Linked DNA regions of Mus musculus: regions 2, 3 and 4 are each linked to region 1. Evidence: chromatin contacts called from public HiChIP or PLAC-seq and promoter capture Hi-C data. All regions are on one chromosome and are shown on one strand. The core of a region is the stretch at or near the end of the contact, and the rest is flanking DNA. Distances in the headings are between cores, read along the strand shown.

The links. Promoter capture Hi-C pulls out the DNA fragments that hold promoters and counts their contacts. HiChIP or PLAC-seq counts read pairs in DNA pulled down with a chosen protein or histone mark.
Region 2: an H3K4me3 HiChIP or PLAC-seq map of embryonic stem cells shows a contact between it and region 1, with 15 read pairs. The contact joins the promoter of a here to the promoter of Dynlrb1 in region 1. A contact is called at or near these places in 2 of 39 promoter capture datasets (the C10 cell line and embryonic stem cells), 2 of 115 datasets of contacts at active chromatin or transcription factors (both in embryonic stem cells) and 1 of 9 other capture datasets (pancreatic islet).
Region 3: an H3K27ac HiChIP or PLAC-seq map of microglia shows a contact between it and region 1, with 6 times the contacts expected there. The contact joins the enhancer-like site here to the promoter of Dynlrb1 in region 1. A contact is called at or near these places in 18 of 39 promoter capture datasets (the C10 cell line, the HPC-7 cell line, HPC-7-derived erythroid cells and 13 more), 1 of 15 datasets of contacts at CTCF or cohesin (large pre-B cells), 14 of 484 Hi-C or Micro-C datasets (the AML12 cell line, B cells, the HPC-5 cell line and 11 more), 16 of 115 datasets of contacts at active chromatin or transcription factors (the NIH/3T3 cell line, the SCID.adh cell line, bone marrow-derived macrophages and 9 more) and 4 of 9 other capture datasets (adipose tissue, embryonic stem cells, liver and 1 more).
Region 4: a contact with region 1 is called in a promoter capture Hi-C map of liver, with 5 times the contacts expected there. The contact joins the promoter of 2310005A03Rik here to the promoter of Dynlrb1 in region 1. A contact is called at or near these places in 14 of 39 promoter capture datasets (the 3T3-L1 cell line, 3T3-L1-derived adipocytes, the C10 cell line and 8 more), 2 of 484 Hi-C or Micro-C datasets (liver and nephron progenitors), 6 of 115 datasets of contacts at active chromatin or transcription factors (bone marrow-derived macrophages, cardiomyocytes, embryonic stem cells and 1 more) and 3 of 9 other capture datasets (adipose tissue, liver and pancreatic islet).

Annotation. Positions count from the first base shown.
Region 1 is chr2:155,235,023-155,237,875 of GRCm38.p6, forward strand. It overlaps Dynlrb1 (dynein light chain roadblock-type 1), which reads left to right and starts at 1,511. Exons shown (of 4, transcript NM_025947.3): 1 at 1,511-1,595. The coding sequence starts at 1,593. Gm52565 (a long non-coding RNA gene) reads right to left here and starts at 1,481. Exons shown (of 2, transcript XR_003954076.1): 1 at 1,386-1,481.
Region 2 is chr2:155,012,158-155,015,010 of GRCm38.p6, forward strand. It overlaps a (nonagouti), which reads left to right and starts at 1,413. Exons shown (of 4, transcript NM_015770.3): 1 at 1,413-1,484.
Region 3 is chr2:155,403,414-155,406,266 of GRCm38.p6, forward strand. Ncoa6 (nuclear receptor coactivator 6) reads right to left here. Exons shown (of 14, transcript NM_019825.3): 10 at 2,062-2,853. Among named protein-coding and RNA genes, the nearest start is that of Trp53inp2, 23 kb to the left of the region's middle. Within about 2 kb of position 1,443, at least 68 of the 459 cell types and tissues checked have an H3K27ac peak or open chromatin away from gene starts, as enhancers often do. A contact at or near this core is called in B cells, the HPC-5 cell line, the HPC-7 cell line and 8 more, where this site is marked.
Region 4 is chr2:155,098,664-155,101,516 of GRCm38.p6, forward strand. 2310005A03Rik (RIKEN cDNA 2310005A03 gene) reads right to left here and starts at 1,416. Exons shown (of 3, transcript NR_040634.1): 1 at 1,365-1,416; 2 at 448-572; 3 at 1-344. Gm45609 (a long non-coding RNA gene) reads left to right here. Exons shown (of 3, transcript XR_001783519.2): 3 at 96-847.

The sequences.
Region 1 (2,853 bases), core at 261-2,760:
TTCATCATCTTTCATGACCTTGAGATTTTGTTTTGTTGGGGGTTGCTTATGTTTCTGCTTTGGAGACAAGCATCCATCTGTGAAGCTCAAGCTGGCCTAGAACCTGCTATCCTGCTTCAGCCTTCCAGGTGCTGAGATTACAGCTGTGTGCCAACCAGACCTGATTGACTTTGAGATCCTCCTCAGCCCAGTACATCCTTTTGGAGAGAGTGCTGTTCAATGCCATGGAGCAGTGGTTCTCAACATGTGGGTGGGTCATGACCCCTTTGGGGTAGCATATCAGATATCCTGAATATCAGATATTTATATTACAACTCATAACAGTAACAAAATTAGTCATGAAGTAGCTACGAAATCATTGTATGGTTGGGGGTCACCACAACCTGAGGAACTGAATTAAAAGGTCAGAGTATGCCGGGCGTGGTGGCGCACGCCTTTAATCACAGCACTCCGGAGGCAGAGGCAGGTGGATTTCTGAGTTCGAGGCCAGCCTGGTCTACAAAGTGAGGTCCAGGACAGCCAGGGCTATACAGAGAAACCCTGTCTCGAAAAACAAAAATAAATAAATAAATAAATAAATAAAAATCAGAGTATTAGGAGGGTTGAAGACGATTGCCTTAGAGAATATCCCTCAATATGGGTTTAATTTTCTTAAGATTGGATTTTAGTGGCAAATGCCAGGGAGGTCATGTTCCCTTAGTCCATCATACTAGGTGCACAGGACATCAATACAGATACCGTTATCCTTGGTCTGATTTAGTGATGCCTGCTGCACTCTTAATGCAAACCTCACTGAGGAAAAGGTACTTGCCATGAAACTCTGGAAGCAGATCATCAGGCTTGGTGTCAGCAAGTCCCATTGCGGGAAGAAACGTTCGTGAAGAAAGTGGAGGTGCCAATCACACAGTGAGGCTATTGAAGTAAGCTATGCGACTTTCCTGCGACAAAGGTTCGTTACATGCCAGTGTTTTAAGCTAGGTTTTCTGCTAGAAACCCGGATATTTTTCATAGCCTGCAAGAGTACACAATGACCAGAGGACAAGACAGGTCTTTGGGAGAACTGGTCCTCTAAAGAGGTGAGAAACTGGCAGGGCAAAGAAGTAAAAAAAAAAAAAAAAAAAAAAAAGTTTCTTTCAAGAAACACAGGCATGCGGTGGAGCTCGCGACCCCACATCTTACACGCCCAGGACAGCCTTGACTAATTCATCCCAGAGCTTGTTCATGAGATGCCCAACCTCGGGGCTGCCCATGTCCTCAGCTCATTTAGGTTCCTGCTCTCTGCCTCAATCTGGGCCAAAGGGAATTAGTTCAGCAACAGTTGGCCTCAGCCCAGGGACCTGGATTGAATACTGAAAACACGCCAAGACATGACAACTCGTCCTCACCGATGGAGAGGAAATTCTCCACAGCAGCTTCCTTCTTTCCCAAAGGGTTGAGTCCTTGCTTCGTTGACTCCCGTCAGCCCGCCCATCACTGCTGGCTCCTGATAGGCTGCTCGATCTGTCCGTCTCCACAAAGGACTGTGCGCAGGCTCAGAAGGGCGGGGAACGCGGCTAAGTGTTGGCGATTCGGAGCTGCAGGATCCGTCCGAGATGGTGAGTGTCCACCCAAGGCGGCGGTAGCGGGCTGCGGCCACCCGGCGTGACCATCCCCCGGTAGGGGTTCTGGTCGTTGGGCGTCGCCCCGCGGGACCCGGGGATGCGGGCCTTTAGTCCCAGCCGAGGCGGAGCGACCGGAAGCTGGTCTGTGAGGGGTCGCCCCGGAGGCCCGCCCTCCGGCTCGAGTACAGTTTTGCTTTTTGGTCAGTGTTGGGAGACCCCGGCCGGGCTGCGACGTTTTCTGAAGTCCGGCATATGGCAGGCACCCTGGGCGTAAGCGCTTACGTGCATGGCCTTTCCTCCTCCGCTCTGGGAAGTAGGTACGGCCATTAGGGCCATCTTCACACTTGGAATCCTAAGGCAGCGATCCCCGGGATTCGAACTCTGCAGGCTTGACTGCTGCCTGTGGGTTCAGTTTGGCGTTGGGGTCAGGTACCGGCGAGGTCCACCCCACGGGGGTCAGGGTGGTGCTTTCAACCCTCACAAGTGTACAGAATTTATAAGGCCTTTTCCGTCGTTAAACCAAACCTCAGAATTTTATTTACAACGGATGCACGCTTGCAATTCCAGCTCTGGGAAGGCGAAGGCAAAAGCAAAAGGATTTGAAGTTGGAGGGCAGCTTAGGATATAAAACGCCCAAGCTATTTTTGTTTTTAAAGTTAAATATTTTATGTATATAAGTAGTGTTTTGCTTGTATGTATTGTTAAGTGTTCCTGCTGCTAAAGAAGGGTTTCGTGGGCACTCCACGGAAGCCCAGGAACCACACAGCTCTGAGGGGAGAAGGTGTCCCATGGAAGGGCATACTGAGACACGGGGCCAGGAAGCACACAACTCTGAGAGGAAGTCTCCTCAACAGCAGGGAGGGTATCCCCAGCTGAGCCGGGTAGTTCAGGAGTCTCATTGCAGGGACAAATCCAGGGTGTGGAGGGATGAATCCTGGGGTGGCTGTCTCTGCTCTGGGAAGTGGGCAGCAGGACACCAAACAAAGAAGAAGTCTTAAGTAGGATTTCTTAGGTGGCAGAGCTTCTCAGGGCAGAGATTTCCAGAGTGAGAATTGGTTGGGATTTGGGGGAGCTCTGGGATTGGTAGGTTTTCCTGTCCAGGCATTGGTGGGGTTTTTTTGCCCCCCTTTTCCTTCATCAGGACCATTGAGCTAGGATGGGAAGGCCTTCCCAACTGCAGGCAGCTGCCATCACTGTTGAGATGTTTGGGGAGGCCAGAGAGGACATGGTACCAGGGGTACCTCCTGATGGC
Region 2 (2,853 bases), core at 163-2,662, 220 kb before region 1:
TAAATTGAGTAATAGGCTATATTGTAAATAATGTACTCTGATCAATCTAGATTGATAAGTTCTACTAAATTTTCAGCAAAGAGAAAATCAGCAAATTTCAGCAAAGTGTGTGTGTGTGTGTGTACACAATATAGCTATATGCAATGTTTCCAGAAAAATGTAAAGAAAAGACAGGGAGCCATGGCTGAGTTCAAGGAGATCATTCTCGGGGACACGGGGAGTTTGGGGACAGCCTAGGACAGTCTTGGAAAGGGGGTATGGATGTTGAGCAGACAATTTTCCAAGCAAGAAGACCCCAGTTCAGATTCCCAACACCTGTGAGGCTGGCTGTGCCGGTGCACATCTGTTACCATGGCACCATGGGAATCAGAAACAAGAGGATGCCTGGGATTTACTGGCCTGGCCAGTCAGACTAGCTAAACTGGCAAGATCCCTGTTCAGTGTCTCAAAGATCTGAGAGAGAGAGAGAGAGAGAGAGAGAGAGAGAGAGAGAGAGAGAGAGAGAGAGAGAGAGAGAGAGAGAGTCACAGATACAAACACACATACACACACACACACACACACACACACACACACACACACACATATATACATGTTTGTAGTCCACATCTATCCTGTGCTAATGCCTGTAATCCCAGCACATTGGAGATAAAAGCAGGATCAGGAGAATCTGGAGTAAAAGCCACCTTTGGTCTAGCCTGAGCTACATAAGACACTGTCTCAACAAACAAACAAACAAACAAACAAACAAACAAACAAACAAACAAAAGGATTCACATCATCCAGAGGGTCATAAATTGTGACCTTATAAATTTTAGCTTGTTCAAGGAAAAACCCAGAGAAGAGCGGAGAGCCGCAGCCTAATCCTTCAGAGTCAGCTCAAGAACCGCTCCTTCCGGTGGTGAAAATTTGAGAAATTTGAAAATTATGAGACCAATATTGGTAATTCCCTAAGAGAGTCTACCAATCGTGCAGGCCAGGCCTCAGCCATCTGCCTACCCAGTTGGCTTAGTTTCTCTACCAACTGTTCCTTAGCCCACCCAGACTCTCCCAGGGAAGTTCAATTAAGCCGTGCCTTGATGGGATTTGTTTTTCCAGGTCAAGTTACTAGGCCTAGGTTTCTCTGTGTCCCCTGGGGTTAATTCTGAATTAAATCCTCATTAACTCTTTCTATAGAGTAACCTCAGTGCATCCCCTTCTCTTCCATCCTCCCCTAACCTCCATGTCAACACCAATTTCAGTTCCTAAGACTCGGGAGAAATATAGGGAGCGCAGACCACAAAACTTGTGGCCTCTGGGACGAGTCTGAACCTACTGGGCTGAAAGCAAAGGGGTAAGATGGGGAAGGCAGCTACCAGGGACTTCTGGGGGTCTTTAAAAATGTCTCACAGCAATGCTCCTTGCCTCTGCCATTCAAGGACAGGAAAGACATTCTGGCCTGGCTTCCCTTAGGGGAGCTGATGCGGAGTAGAGTCACTTGTGCTGTAAGTAGGAGGAACCTGTTGTCTCGGTTTTGTTGGCTTTGGGGTTCTATCTCCTCCTTCTGTATGGTTCCCTTTCAGGTAGCCTGGGCTGCGGGAGACCTGGCTATAACACAAACCCTGGTCCTAACTTGAACTGTACTGTGGAATATGCTCTTCTCTCCTGCTTGCTGCTTTTCACTCCTTTTCAACGTGAATCTATCAGCATCTTGCTCTTGAGACAGAGTGAAATTTGGAATAATGTTTATAGAATGACCAGTTGTTCTCTTGTTCTTACATTTTAAGTAGCAAACAACAGCTTGCGGCAAGCTTCCTTGGTTAGATGGCCTTTACTCTTTTGTGGGATGCGTAGGAATTCAGTTGGCAACTTTGCTTCCAGATGTGGAAAGAAGTTCTTCCTCGTTTCTTGGAAAGTTAAACGGGTCTATTTGATTCACAGATGGAGGTCAGAGCTGTTAAGAGATTAACACTGAGGATGTAAGCAACATTTTGCTGACTAGCCAAGTATCTCCCCTGCAACCCCCAGTTCTCTTTACCCTGCTTTGCCATTCCCTAGCAGTAAAACCATAAAAAGCATAGTATTCTCAGAAGAACTCCTTGGTGTCAACTTTGACCCAGAGTCACACTGGAATGCTGCTTTATATTTTCTTCAGAGTTGCTTGTAGGATCTGTGTTCAACCCATTCATACAGATCAAAATTTAGCACTTAGGAATCCATCTGTCTGATTAAATTAGTTCACTTTGTACTCATTACAGTAAAAGCCAATCACCCAAATGTCATTTATTGCAACCTGCCTTTGCCTTTATATGTGTTGAATATTTTTAGACTTGATACCCAGTTCGACTAAATGTCCATTAGATGGAAGCTTGAGTGATGCCTGCAACTGTGGCTGAGTCTGCTGTGTCTCAGTGACGTTGGATATTTGTTCCACTGTTTGCTTTGGAGAGGCGTGGGTGGCTGAATGGAGGACACATTAATGTCACGCTTGGTTTTCTTTGTTTGAGGGAGATCTTATGGACCAAGAGCATCTCAGCCCCAGCATCCAGTGCTCTGGTGGCGCTCATGCTGTCCCCAGAGGTCTCGTGTGTATTCTGAAGGTTTGCTCAGCCGACTCTCTTCGGTTCTGACTTGATTCTTTCCAGCAGGAAATTGCATCTGCCATCCAAGCCTCCTCCCTCCTTCTGCTTTAAAGTTGTGGAAGCTGCTGAGAAGATCACTGACTTCGGCCACACTTAGGGAGTTCACAACACCCTCCAAGTGAAAGGAATTGAGAGAGGCTGTTCCACAGCTCTGTCGATAGGGTACTTGCCTTGAAAGATTTTCGAATTCCCGGCCAATGCACCAAATAAAAGACCCCCGAAGTGAGACCCT
Region 3 (2,853 bases), core at 193-2,692, 170 kb after region 1:
GCAGCTCACCCTATTATGAAAGGTAAGACAGATACATACAGTGTACTCCACTATGATGTCATATGGAAAGAGACACATAAAATATAAAGTGCCATGGGAGTCCAAAGGAAAAGAATACTCTAGGCTGAAAATGTAAAGGAATATTTCAGGTAGAAATGTCAGCATGAGTCTTTGAAAGACAGAACAGACTTAGACCCTAGAACTAGAACACACGAGACACTCTGGAACACAACTTTATGGACTGTACAGTAAAGACTTAAGGCTTAAGTATGCCAGGGCTATCAAGGGTATGCCTTCCATCTTAACACTATAGCTTAAAATTCTTGATAAACTACAACAGTAAGTTTTACCCTTTGATGGAAACTGAATTTTGTAGATTTCTCTCTGCTTAGTAGCTTAATTGCTGGTTCATCTCCCTAAAACTTATGTTTCTCTACTATCAATTGTGATTCAAATAAAAATATTTTCTAATTATTTCATCATTATTCTCTTAGTATTAAAGGAAAAAGTTCCCTAGAAGGAAACAGAAATGGAAATATCAAGCATCAGAGAACATACTTAAGCCACACCAGTTCCTTCTGGTTTACACAAGGTCTCATGTAGCTTAGCTTGGCCTCAAACTCAAGTCTGTAGCCGAGAGTGGCTCTGCTCTCCATCTTACCTCCTCTCCCACGTGCTGCATGTGTGCACCACCATGCTCAGCTTTCTTTTTAATTCTTATAGTCACCTACATCAACAAAATTCAACCTTGAAACACAGAGCCGTCCCCAGCAAAGTCTCTCTCTCGTAGGGACATTGAACTCTTTGCAGGTCTTCACCCCTTCTTGTATCTCTTTAGGTAAGAGGGAGAAAGAAGGGACGGAACCTTTCTAGAGCTATGTCTGGGGCAGTAAGCTGGCACTTGATATTCAAGTTCTCTCACTGAATCCTACATATCCTGGGTGGTAAAATTATAATCTCCACTTTACAGGTGAAGTACGAGGAACTCACCAGACTGTAACTGGCAACCAGTGGAGCTAAAATTTGAACTCTGATCATAACCTGAAGCTGGTATCCTTTCTGCTCCTCCTCCTAATTGGTAGGCACTCAAAGTATTTTAGCTGCATAAATAAAAGAGGTATTATTAGCTGGCTTAGATACTGCAGAGGCCCCTAGCTATGACTAACTTATCTCTAGGTATGTGGAGCTTCTGCACTACTTGAGCCATACAGGAGAAAGGAGGTATAAAGACACCTGTTTCCAGTACTAACCACTGACCTAGTGCACAAGAAATAACTTGAACTAGATGTCCACTAATGCAGTTTACTAAGAGGCCATGTCCAAAGGAAACAGGCAATAACACTTAAACCATATTACCGTATTTTAGGTTCTGTGCTAAGCATGTGCTAAGCATTCATTACCTCACTGAAATCTTGTGACTATGACTGTCTCCACATTACAAAGGAGGAAGTGAGACTTGTCCCAGCCCATTGAGCTGGCAAATACTGCAAGTCTATCTGACTTTTCCCCACTCAGATCTTCCTTTGCTTATCATGAAATCTGGTTTTCTGGTAAGCTTTTCTGGAGCAGTCCAAACAGAAAGGCCCCTGAGTTAGCATACAGTGAGAACAAGGCAAGAAGTACAATGGGAGGGGCATAAAGAAGTTGTTGTTCACACTCAAGGGATGATGCCAGGCCAGAGACATAAAAGAGTATAGGCTCAACAAATATTAGACATTTCTGAGCTTCAATCTTTTCACCCACAGGAAGGAATAAGACTATATCAATGGTTGGTATAAAGATGATGTGAGATAGTATGTATGAAAATGCTTTTTAAAACTGAGGAACATATATACACATGAAAATGAAACATGAATCAGTTCAGAAGCCAGGAAAGAACCATGTTAATGAATATAAACTGAACATGGCATTTAAAAGCATATTTTTCAATGTACTTTCAGTAAGTAAATCTACAACTGCCATTTTTCTTCTTTTAAGTAGAAAAGGGCTGTGCTTTCTCTCTTGTGGGACAGGCCAGCAAAAACCTGACATGAGGAGCTGATGCCAAGCTCAAGTACATACCTATGCTGGGTAGAAGCTCTGGATGGGATCCCACCTTCTCCTCCACTAGGCCACCTGCAAGTGGCTCAGATGTTACGCCACCATGATTGCCTTTTGTGGTTGGCGCTGTGGAGATGAGCTCAGAGGGTACCAATGTGGTTACTATTGAGCGTACACTGGTGGGAAGAGCACCGCCAGGTAAGATGGGTCCTGTTGAGGTGGAGCTTGGGCCCATGGGGCTAGAGGTCATTTTTAGTAGAGTGGGTGCTGAGGGTGTTGGGGTTTTACTGTCCAGCTCTGTGGAGCACTGCTCTGTTCCCATTAGCCCAGGAGTTGTGATCTCTAGCCCTGGGCCTTCAGTCTCTCCATCTGCACCATATTGTTCTTCCCCTTTCTCCAGAGAGCCTGTAACTTTCTTACAAGCCTTGGTCAGCAAAATCTGGCCAATTTTGTCCACTTTTCCTTTGCCCTTACTGGATGAGACTGGGCTTCGACGATTGGCAGAGGAGCCTGGACTATTGGTCAAAAGGGGAGAAACTACTGTGGTTGGCTGTGAAGGAGGCAGAGTGCTCTGGTCTGCTGAGGTGTTCGTCTGAGGACTAGCCTCATCTGGATTTAATTCTTTTACTTGCTGGACAGAAGGATTAGGAGCGACAACTGGAGAGGATGTACAAGGAGGGGAAGGCAGCTGAACAGGAGTGGCTCGTGAGCTAAGGACCAATGGCCGACCTGTCTGTATATTTGGAGCAGGACTACTGGAGGGGACATTAGGTGTTACAGGAGCTGAAGAAAATTTTATGTTCTGAGGTATGT
Region 4 (2,853 bases), core at 166-2,665, 140 kb before region 1:
CCCTGCACAATGTGTGATGTGCGGGTACGAGCAGGTTACTCTGCAGCAAGGATTGGAAAAGGGACCAAAAGAGGAATTTCACTTTTTCTCCACAGACTCTGACACCGACTGGCTGTGTGATCCTGGACAGACTGCATCACCTCATGGACATTTTTTCATCTGTGAGGGGAAGATTTCCTGGCAGTGGTCTGAGAAATGGTGGCAAGGACTGAAGGAGTTACATGCATGGAGAGTACTGTACCACCAGTTGGGCAGAGATGGAATTGCACTTCTTTTTGCTCTGTCTTTTCATCATCTTAGAAGTGGGTGGAGCCTCCTCTTCATAATTCCTACAGGGTTTAATACTGAGGAGAAACTTTGTAAAGTAAAGGATTTTTAGGGTTGGGGCGGTGGCACAGTAGGTAAAGCGCTCGCTGTGTCAGCCTGAGGACCCGGGCTGGTACTTACAACAAAGCATGGTATGATCATCAATAATGCCAGCACAGTTGCATAACGACGGGCACATCCCCGGGGAATCAGCTGCCAGCCAATCTCATGCTAGGTTCAGTGAGCAATTTCTCCCCAAAAATAAGCTGGAGAAGGACAGAGGATGACGCTGAACTTTGACCTCTGGCCTCCACACACATGCATGAGTGAGTGCACCCACATCAACACACACACACACATGTGAAAAACAAATCTTTTAAAATAATAATATGGGTCCCTAAGTACTGGAATTGAGAACAGTGCCTACATCCCAACGTTTGTAAGATGTCAGTGGACTGCAGAATAAGTGTGGGGATAGTCCTCATGGTAATTATTTGAAGTTTCTTTCGGGCGGTAGTAAATGTCAAATTCTTTCCATTAACCATCTCTATCGTCTTTGTTCCTCTGCAGGGGCTGAGTCAGCCTGTTGGGTGACCCAGGCCTGCCCTAGGGGAGGGAGGAAGCTACACAACTAAGTCCTTTGAGCCTCACCCCTGGCCAGAGGGCATCAGCAATTGGAAAGTAGCCCGGCTTTATGGGGAAACAATGGTACCAGCCAGCTGCGGGTGAAGCTGGGCTGAGCCGCCTGGCCTGATCTGGTGCGTGTTAAGAAGGGTGCCCCTCACACCTGAAGGGTCCACTTCACTTGAAGACAACTTAAGTATCCATCAATCAGAGACAATTCTTAAAGCACTTTGGAAAGGGTGGCTCAAGAGAGTCAGGGAATGTAGGAAGGGAACCCCCTGAGCATTCCCCATGAACAGCTCTATGCATGAAATCCCCCAGTCTCCCTGCTAGAGGACCTCAGAGTCCATGGAATTGAACTATTCTGGCACATGGGGGAGAAAACAAAGGATCCCTAAGGGGCCGAAAGCTGTCTGAGGTCCCATATTACTAACAACCACAGAGCTGGAGCTAAAATCCGGGTTCCCTTTGACACGCCGAGTCCACACCGAGAAGCGATGTGTGCATAGCCTTTTATGAGCACACTCAAGTCCACATCTCTGACGAGTGTCCATCTGACACATAAGATAGTGTCTGGTCACCTGACCCCTGGAATCTGAAGCATGCGTGTCTCCAGGACAGACTCTTGCCTGTCTGACTGTCAAGTCTGTAATGCAGTAATTGCCAGAGTTCAAAGCCTGCCTCTAGAGTCTGGAAAAATAGCCCATAGATAAAATACTTGCTATACAAGCACACGTTCCAGAGTTCAAATCTCCAGAACCCATAACATCCAGGTGTGGCAGTAAGCTTCTGTAGTCCCAGTGTGGGAGTGAGTAGATAGAGGTGATCCTGTGGGTGGGGCTTTCTAGCAGGTCAATCTAGTCAAACCATTCAGCTGCAGTTTCAATGAGAGACCTTGTCTCAAAAAATCAGGTGTGGAAGCAATAAGGAAGACACCCATTGTCAAGCCGTGACTTCAACTTACACCAGTGTGAGCAGGCACATCCCCAGACGTGTGTGCATTCACATATCACACATACTTGCACACAAACTCACAAAGCTCAGGGATAACACTTCCTATGGGCGTGACCTTGGATAAATTAGTTTATTGCTTTGGTGGCTCCGAGATGGCCCTCAGTGATCTTTACCTCAGGGTGTCTATGCCCTTACGTGGACAGTTTTCTGGGGAAGGGGGGAGGAGGGGGGAGGGGGGGGGTTCCTCCCACAGGGTATCTATTCCCTGTTGTAGGCAGTTCCTTCTCACGAATGCGACTGGCCTCTGTAACCACTGAAGGATTGCAGAAGTGAGAGCCCAACCTCAGGTCAGAGAAGCCATGAGAAGTTCTATCTTGCTCTCTTGAGCCACTGGCTATGGGGAGAGTCAGCTCCCATGTCAAGCTGCTCAAGGAAAGAGCCACACAGCTAGGGGCTGAGTCCATTTTCTGCTGCTATAACACGTATAAAGAAGTTTAATTGGCTCAAAGTCCTTGAGCTCTCTGCTGAGGGCCTTCTTGCTGCATCATGACTCAGATGCATGGAAAAAAAGGAACAGGGTGTGTGTGTGTGTGTGTGTATGCTGGGGCTGTTGGTGGGGGCTGGTCTTGCTCTTGCTTCTGATGATCAACCCACTCCCACAATGCTGGCTTTAGTTTCCTGATATGATTAACCTCCTGACAACCTCCCAACACTTTCAGAATAGCATCAACATCAGAAGAGGCATTCAGACCATGTGTTACAAGTACAGAGACGCCGGGTGGTGGTGGCACACACCTTTAATCCTAGCACTTGGGAGGCAGAGGCAGGTGGATTTCTGAGTTCGAGGCCAGCCTGGTCTACAAAGTGAGTTCCAGGACAGCCAGGGCTATACAGAGAAACCCTGTCTCAAAAAAACCAAAACCAAAACAAAACAACAAAAAAAAAAACAACAAAAGCAAACAAACAACA